Linked DNA regions of Triticum aestivum: region 2 is linked to region 1. The links are chromatin contacts, called in public Hi-C maps. All regions are on one chromosome and are shown on one strand. The core of a region is the stretch at or near the end of the contact, and the rest is flanking DNA. Distances in the headings are between cores, read along the strand shown.

Evidence for each region. A called contact is a pair of places that touch in the nucleus more often than the background predicts.
Region 2: a Hi-C map of leaf shows a contact between it and region 1, with 2.9 times the contacts expected there. The contact joins the promoter of LOC123078107 here to the promoter of LOC123078106 in region 1. A contact is called at or near these places in 2 of 5 Hi-C or Micro-C datasets (both in leaf).

What each region holds. Positions count from the first base shown.
Region 1 is chr3D:171,717,390-171,720,519 of IWGSC CS RefSeq v2.1, reverse strand. LOC123078106 (protein PHYTOCHROME KINASE SUBSTRATE 4) reads right to left here and starts at 1,458. Exons shown (of 1, transcript XM_044500505.1): 1 at 1-1,458. The coding sequence starts at 1,146. LOC123078105 reads right to left here. Exons shown (of 6, transcript XM_044500504.1): 6 at 2,305-2,711. The coding sequence ends at 2,584.
Region 2 is chr3D:171,901,370-171,904,464 of IWGSC CS RefSeq v2.1, reverse strand. It overlaps LOC123078107 (phosphatidylinositol transfer protein 3), which reads left to right and starts at 1,357. Exons shown (of 6, transcript XM_044500506.1): 1 at 1,357-1,736; 2 at 2,553-2,675; 3 at 2,764-2,946. The coding sequence starts at 2,601.

The DNA of each region.
Region 1 (3,130 bases), core at 209-2,708:
CTCGGCCGTGGCCACGCTCCACACCACGCTCGCCTCGCTCGGCGCGTACATGCACTCGCTCAGCGCTGGCTCCGCGGCCGCGGTGGCGTACTCCAGGTCGTCGTCCCCCGAGTTGCGCCGGCTACTGCGACCACGGTACGTGGTCGGGTACGACGATGACGCCGCGAAGCTCTCCAGGTCGAACAGGTCGGAGCTCGCGTCGCTCATCGCGTCGTCGTCCATGGCCGACACTACCGCCGGCGCGCGCAGAAAAGCGGCCGCGGCTAGGGGTGGCGGCGGGTCCACGAGCACCACCGAGTCCTCGTCGATGGGACGGAACACCTCCAGCGACTCGCGCGGCGGCTCGTCGACGACGCTGCTGCTGATGGCCTTGGACGGGCTGATCACCGGGAAGGTGAATCCGCCAGAGCTCACCACGCGGCGGCCTACGTCGGGCGGGAATGCGGGGAAAGAAGCGCTGGTCCCATGATCTGTAGCCGGAGCGAGGATGTTGTTGTTGGCGCGAAGCGGGAACGCGCAGCTCCCCGTCGTAAAAATCTTCATCACGCCGGGCTCGTCGTTTGTAGACGGAGGAGGCAGCCCGTTGGCCTTAAAGACGGCGCTCTCCTCCCTGGCGTCGAACCTCGCGTGGACCCTCGGGGTGGTCGGCTCGGAGGCGACGTCGACGGTGACGGCCTTCCTGCCGGCGCAGGGGCAGTCCCGGCTGAAGATCCCCCAGCGCTGCCCGAAGCCGGCGGCGGCAGGCTTCTTGCCGCCGCGGTGATACCGATCGTCCCTCGTATCTAGGACGACGACGCCGTTGACGCCACCGCCATAGCCCTTGTCGTGCTGCCTAGCCGCCGACGGCGACTGGTTGCTGGCGAGCAGCCCGGAGCGGCTGTTCCAGCTCACCTCGGACGACGCCGCGGTGAGGCTGCTCTGGCTTGCCGCCGCATCCACGGCAGCGACGGGCAGCTGGCGCGGCGGGTCGTCCGCATGGACCGCGGCGGCGCTGTACTTGACGGCGTCCGCGGCGTTGAAGTAGCGATCGGCCGTGAAGATGTCGAGCTCCCGCTCGGCGCCGCCCGAGCGCCGGGTGGCAGCCGCGGGCTGCAGGTGGCCGGAGAGGAAGACAGGCCGCGCCGGCGCCACTCTGTAGCGGTCCATGTATACAATACAGGAGGAGAGATAAGACGGCACGCTTGGGTCACTCGTTCAGTGTGCGCGAGAGAGTTGGCGGAGAGGTGGCTGGTTGAGTGGAGGAATTTGTAGGGGCGGGAGCGCGGGCAGAGCCAAGGCGCGACAGGCTGGGCTAGACGGCGACGGCGCGCGGGCGCACCAGTGCGTGCCGAGACGCTACTGCCTCCGCTTCCGCTACCGGCGGGACGGGCGGGGAGGTGTAAGCGTCCGTGTCGCGCGCGTTTAAAAATGTGTGTGGCTGGCGTGGGGCGGGAGCCAAGTGCGGGCGGGCGAGCGACGGCATGCGAGCCGGGAGGAGAGGTGCTCTGCGCCAGCGGCCAACTGCAGCTCGGGGACGCGGGGTGGGCACCAAGACTGTGCCGTGCCGAGTGGTACATTCAGTCTTTTCGTTTTCGCGCCATCCTCTCATCATCCTGCCTCCCTCTGATCGCCCAATTCTGCGTGTTCTTCCTTCTCTCTGGGAGCGTGGTTGAAATCCGCTTGCACGAACAAACCCCGAAACGATTGCAATCGCCAAGTGCAATGCATCATCATCGACAGGCGGAGTGCGTTTCCACACGAATGATGAGTTCCATGCCATCCAAAACTAAGCGCGACGATCCAATGAACGATACAAGATACAGATACGTCGCTGCATGCAGTGTACTCGCCGGGAAACGGCCAGGATCTACTACGTGGCGTCCAAACGAGCCACTACCACCGAATCGGCGACAGCCTCACCGATGACAATATACCATCCACTCAACTAGCAATCGCTTATCTAATTCGATAATCTATCAAATGCCGTAGGCAAACTGGTCACGATTGTGATGCATGCCCCACTCCAATCCTTGGGAATTTCCATCCGGTTTCACTTAATGGCACGAATCCTTAGGAATTGGATCGATATGGACACACTCCTAAGGAATTTACTACCTACATACCTTCCTGTGAAAGAAATGACATACATAGCCAAAAACATCTAAAGAAATCCTCCAAAAAGTAAACAAACAAAAGGCCCAGTGTTTCAAACTTTAGAGCAAGCACACCTAGAACAACGATAAATACGACTGAAGCTATCAAATCACGAACAACTGCATTTACATACTCATGTCCTATCAAATGTAATTCAAGGTTGAACAATCATAGACCAACGCATGCTTGCATTTTGCAGACGAAAATAGCTGAACCTCTGGCTGGTTTAAGCTGGTTCACAACACTGCAATACTTATTTTAATACAAAAAATTAACACAAGATAGAGGGCATAACCTATACATAGAGATAGATACCAACAAAAACTAAGTGAAAGGAGCACATGTCAGTTAAAACATCCTTCTGCATGAAATCTTAACATTTACATCCTTTATAAGGTGGCACAGATTTCTTAGAGCAGTATTCAGTAGCTGGTCGGCTGCGCTAGTAAATTACAATGGCGAGGAGCCTCTGCTCTTGTGCATGTCATCGCGAGAAGCAGGGCGGGCGAACGAGGGCGATGACATGGCGGCATGACAGGACGACGAAACCAGTTGTGCAAGGGCTGGTATTGTACCAGCTGCAGATAGAATTAAAACTTTAGCTCATCGAATGTATAGAAATGAGTAATGGCAGTGGCAGAGCAAAGATCATAGATGTAAATGCTGTAATATGTGTGTTGCAGAAGAATTTGTAACTTAATCTAAAGATGAAACGTAATCTAACCAACACGGCAACACTACATAGAACAAGTAATCTCAATAACCCTCTGCAATAAAAAGCTGCTATACTATTCCAATGTACATCCTATGTACCTGAACAGTACCATTGTTGCTATACTATTCCAATGTTATTACTAGAGTAATTGCTGTAAATGCACTAATTAGTCCTCACATTAAATCTGCAGTTCAAATGCAAATGTTCCAAATATAATAATTAACCAATCTGTGAGTTGGTTTGGAAATGCATATCAATTCCAGGATCACATCAATAAACAAA
Region 2 (3,095 bases), core at 108-2,607, 180 kb before region 1:
TCACATTGAGCTCATTATGATGATGCATTACCGAGTGGGCCCAGAGATACCTCTCCGTCACACGGAGTGACAAATCCCAGTCTCGATCCGTGCCAACCCAACAGACACTTTCGGAGATACCCGTAGTGCACCTTTATAGTCACCCAGTTACGTTGTGACGTTTGGCACACCCAAAGCACTCCTACGGTATCCGGGAGTTGCACGATCTCATGGTCTAAGGAAAAGATACTTGACATTGGAAAAGCTCTAGCAAACGAAACTACACGATCTTTTATGCTATGCTTAGGATTGGGTCTTGTCCATCACATCATTCTCCTAATGATGTGATCCCGTTATCAATGACATCCAATGTCCATAGTCAGGAAACCATGACTATCTGTTGATCAACGAGCTAGTCAACTAGAGGCTTGCTAGGGACACGTTGTGGTCTATGTATTCACACATGTATTACGATTTCCGGACAATACAATTATAGCATGAACAATAGACAATTACCATGAACAAAGAAATATAATAATAATCATTTATTATTGCCTCTAGGGCATATTTCCAACAGCAGTGCCGTCCCCACCTTGAAGGTGATGCCTGGGTGCCCATGGTAGCTACCAGGGTTGAAGCCGGAGGTGGTGGTCGCATTGGTATCTACGAGAAGGATTTCGGCAATGTGTCTATGGTTATAGATTTTCACGGTGCAATTACTCCGTTGTTAGTATCTCTTGGATGACATCTTCTCCGAGTCTGACTGATTTCTACTGTTCACTCGTCGACTTCTAAGCGCTAAGGATGGATGACGCGTTGACCCAGCCTGGCTGAAGTCAAGGCGTGCTTTCAAGGTATTCTGTTTTGGTCGTGATGCAGTCTTTAAGCTTCGAGTCTTGTTTGTTTTTAAGTTGCTTACCAAAGGGGCCATGTGGTTTTGAGCTCCGAGTCTTGCCTCCTCACCATACCTGGCTTGGGGTTTGACTAGGCGAGTTATTTTGTTGTTGTAATCGTGGTGTTGTGCATGCCAAAATGCATTGTATGAGTTGCTTGACTTTTCTTCTATGATATTGATCTCTCTCTTTAATGTATCCTTGAAAAGAAATATTACACGGGTCTTTAAAATCCCTCTCTTTAATGCTTCTTTTTCAGATGATAGGCATATTACAGATACTTTGCGAAAGAAACATCAAGCGAATCCTTATAGGATAGGTGTGCGAGCATGCTTTCATAGGATGAGTATATGTGCGTATGTGAGCATCCGAGTATGCAGTGTGTTAAAGAAAAGAGAAATATTATTTGACTTTCTTTTTGGACTTTTATACCTTGCAAATCCTTCCTTCGCTATAAGAAAAATCTGGAGGAGCATCCCCTGCCGAGCACCTCCTAGTGAAACCGACGCGCGGCGCCTCCACGGCCGCTGCGGCAGACACCTGACGGCTGACGCGCCAACGCCTGGCTGGTGCTCCTACCGCACGGTGGCGAGGCGACTTTCCGCCCCTCCGCCCGCCCGGTCTCGCACGCCACGCGTACGCCGCGAAGGACTCTTCTCCCTCCCCTCCACCGCCCCGCTTTATCCCTCCTCCGGCTACCCCACTAGGCCACTACCGCTCGGCCCTCTCAGCTGCTCCACATTTCCTCCACGGCTGCTCCTCACGGGGGATCCTTCCGAGAACTTGCGGTGCCTGGCGACCGATCTCGGCGTGTGGTGTCGCCCGTCCTCGCCGGCGCCGAGAAGCGGGATCCCGATTCCCGAGGTGCGTGGCCGCCGCCTGCCATCCCGGTTCCTCCTGTTTGAATGGTTCAGGCAGACGCGTGAACTGTTGCTGTGTGCTCTTTGGTTTTTTATAGAGGCCGGTTCGATTGTAGATTTCTGGGGTTCTAGATCCCTCGTCGGCGCTTGTCTGGTGTTGTTTTGGACGATTGGATGTGAGGAAATTTGGTAGATTTCGATCTGCTCCTCCTGGAATTCTACCGATTTTTTCGCTGGTTACGCTCCTGGAAGGTAGGAACCGCAGGTAGTTTTTAGCCTGGACTTGATCTCGACCTGTTTGTTCTTCAGCCCACCGACAGCTGTGTGTGGCATCAGTAGATCCAGTTCTACGGGGAGAAAGGGACAGCTGAAGCGTATATAAATATTCCACAGCGTTATCGCGTCTTGATCGTAAGGTGTTCCATCAGGCACCAGTATTATAACCGACGCTACAGTGGAATTAGTGCCTTGTGCTTATAGGTTCCTCTCCTCCCATTTCCTTTCGCAAAAAAAAGAGGTTCCTCCCATTTCAGAGGTTCCCATGGTTTGTGGCTCATCCTGTTAATTTCCTCTCTTTTTTCAGCGGCTCTTGGAGCTGTGCGTTTTTTTATTATGAATTTCTTAGTTTTTTTTTGTTCTAGCTACAAACCAAATTTTGTTAGTTTTGTACTACGTTGTTACCTGAATTTTTAGTTATGTCACACTCCTTCCATCACACTGGCTTACTGAGTTGTCATTCTGTTCCTTCGCCAGTTTTTCTTCCCATACGAAGATGGAGATAATTTATGCGCATTCATCCGTGCGATAATATTTTTTGCAGGTGTTTCAGTTACATATCTGATAGAGTCGTCCCCCTTTAGTTGGCAAAATGTCATTTCTATGGAAGTCAAGCAATGGTGGTACAACGGAGAAAACCTTGACCTTGGAAGAACAGCAAGAGAAAGTAAGATGCCACTCTTCAACTTTAGAGCTCTATTTGTCTCAACTGAAGTACTTAATCTTAAGGCCATTTGGCTGTTCTATTTACCAAGCAGATAAATGAGGTACGAAAGCAACTTGAAGAACCCTCGTCACTAGCAATACAGGGTTTCCTTTCGGATGCCTCGATACTGAGATTCCTTCGAGCTAGAAACTGGAATGTGCAGAAATCGAGTAAAATGCTGAAATCAGCTGTGAAGTGGCGGGCAGCATACAAGCCAGAAATGATTTCCTGGGTACGTCTGGTTTAACCAATTCTTATGTTCATGTTCGATTGTAGATTCATGCGTTTATTGGCAAAACAAAAGAGCAGTGTAATTAAGACATCGACGAGAAGTTGGAAGAGCAGGTTGTACTCGAGAAGCATGCAGAGTAAGTTTAGTGT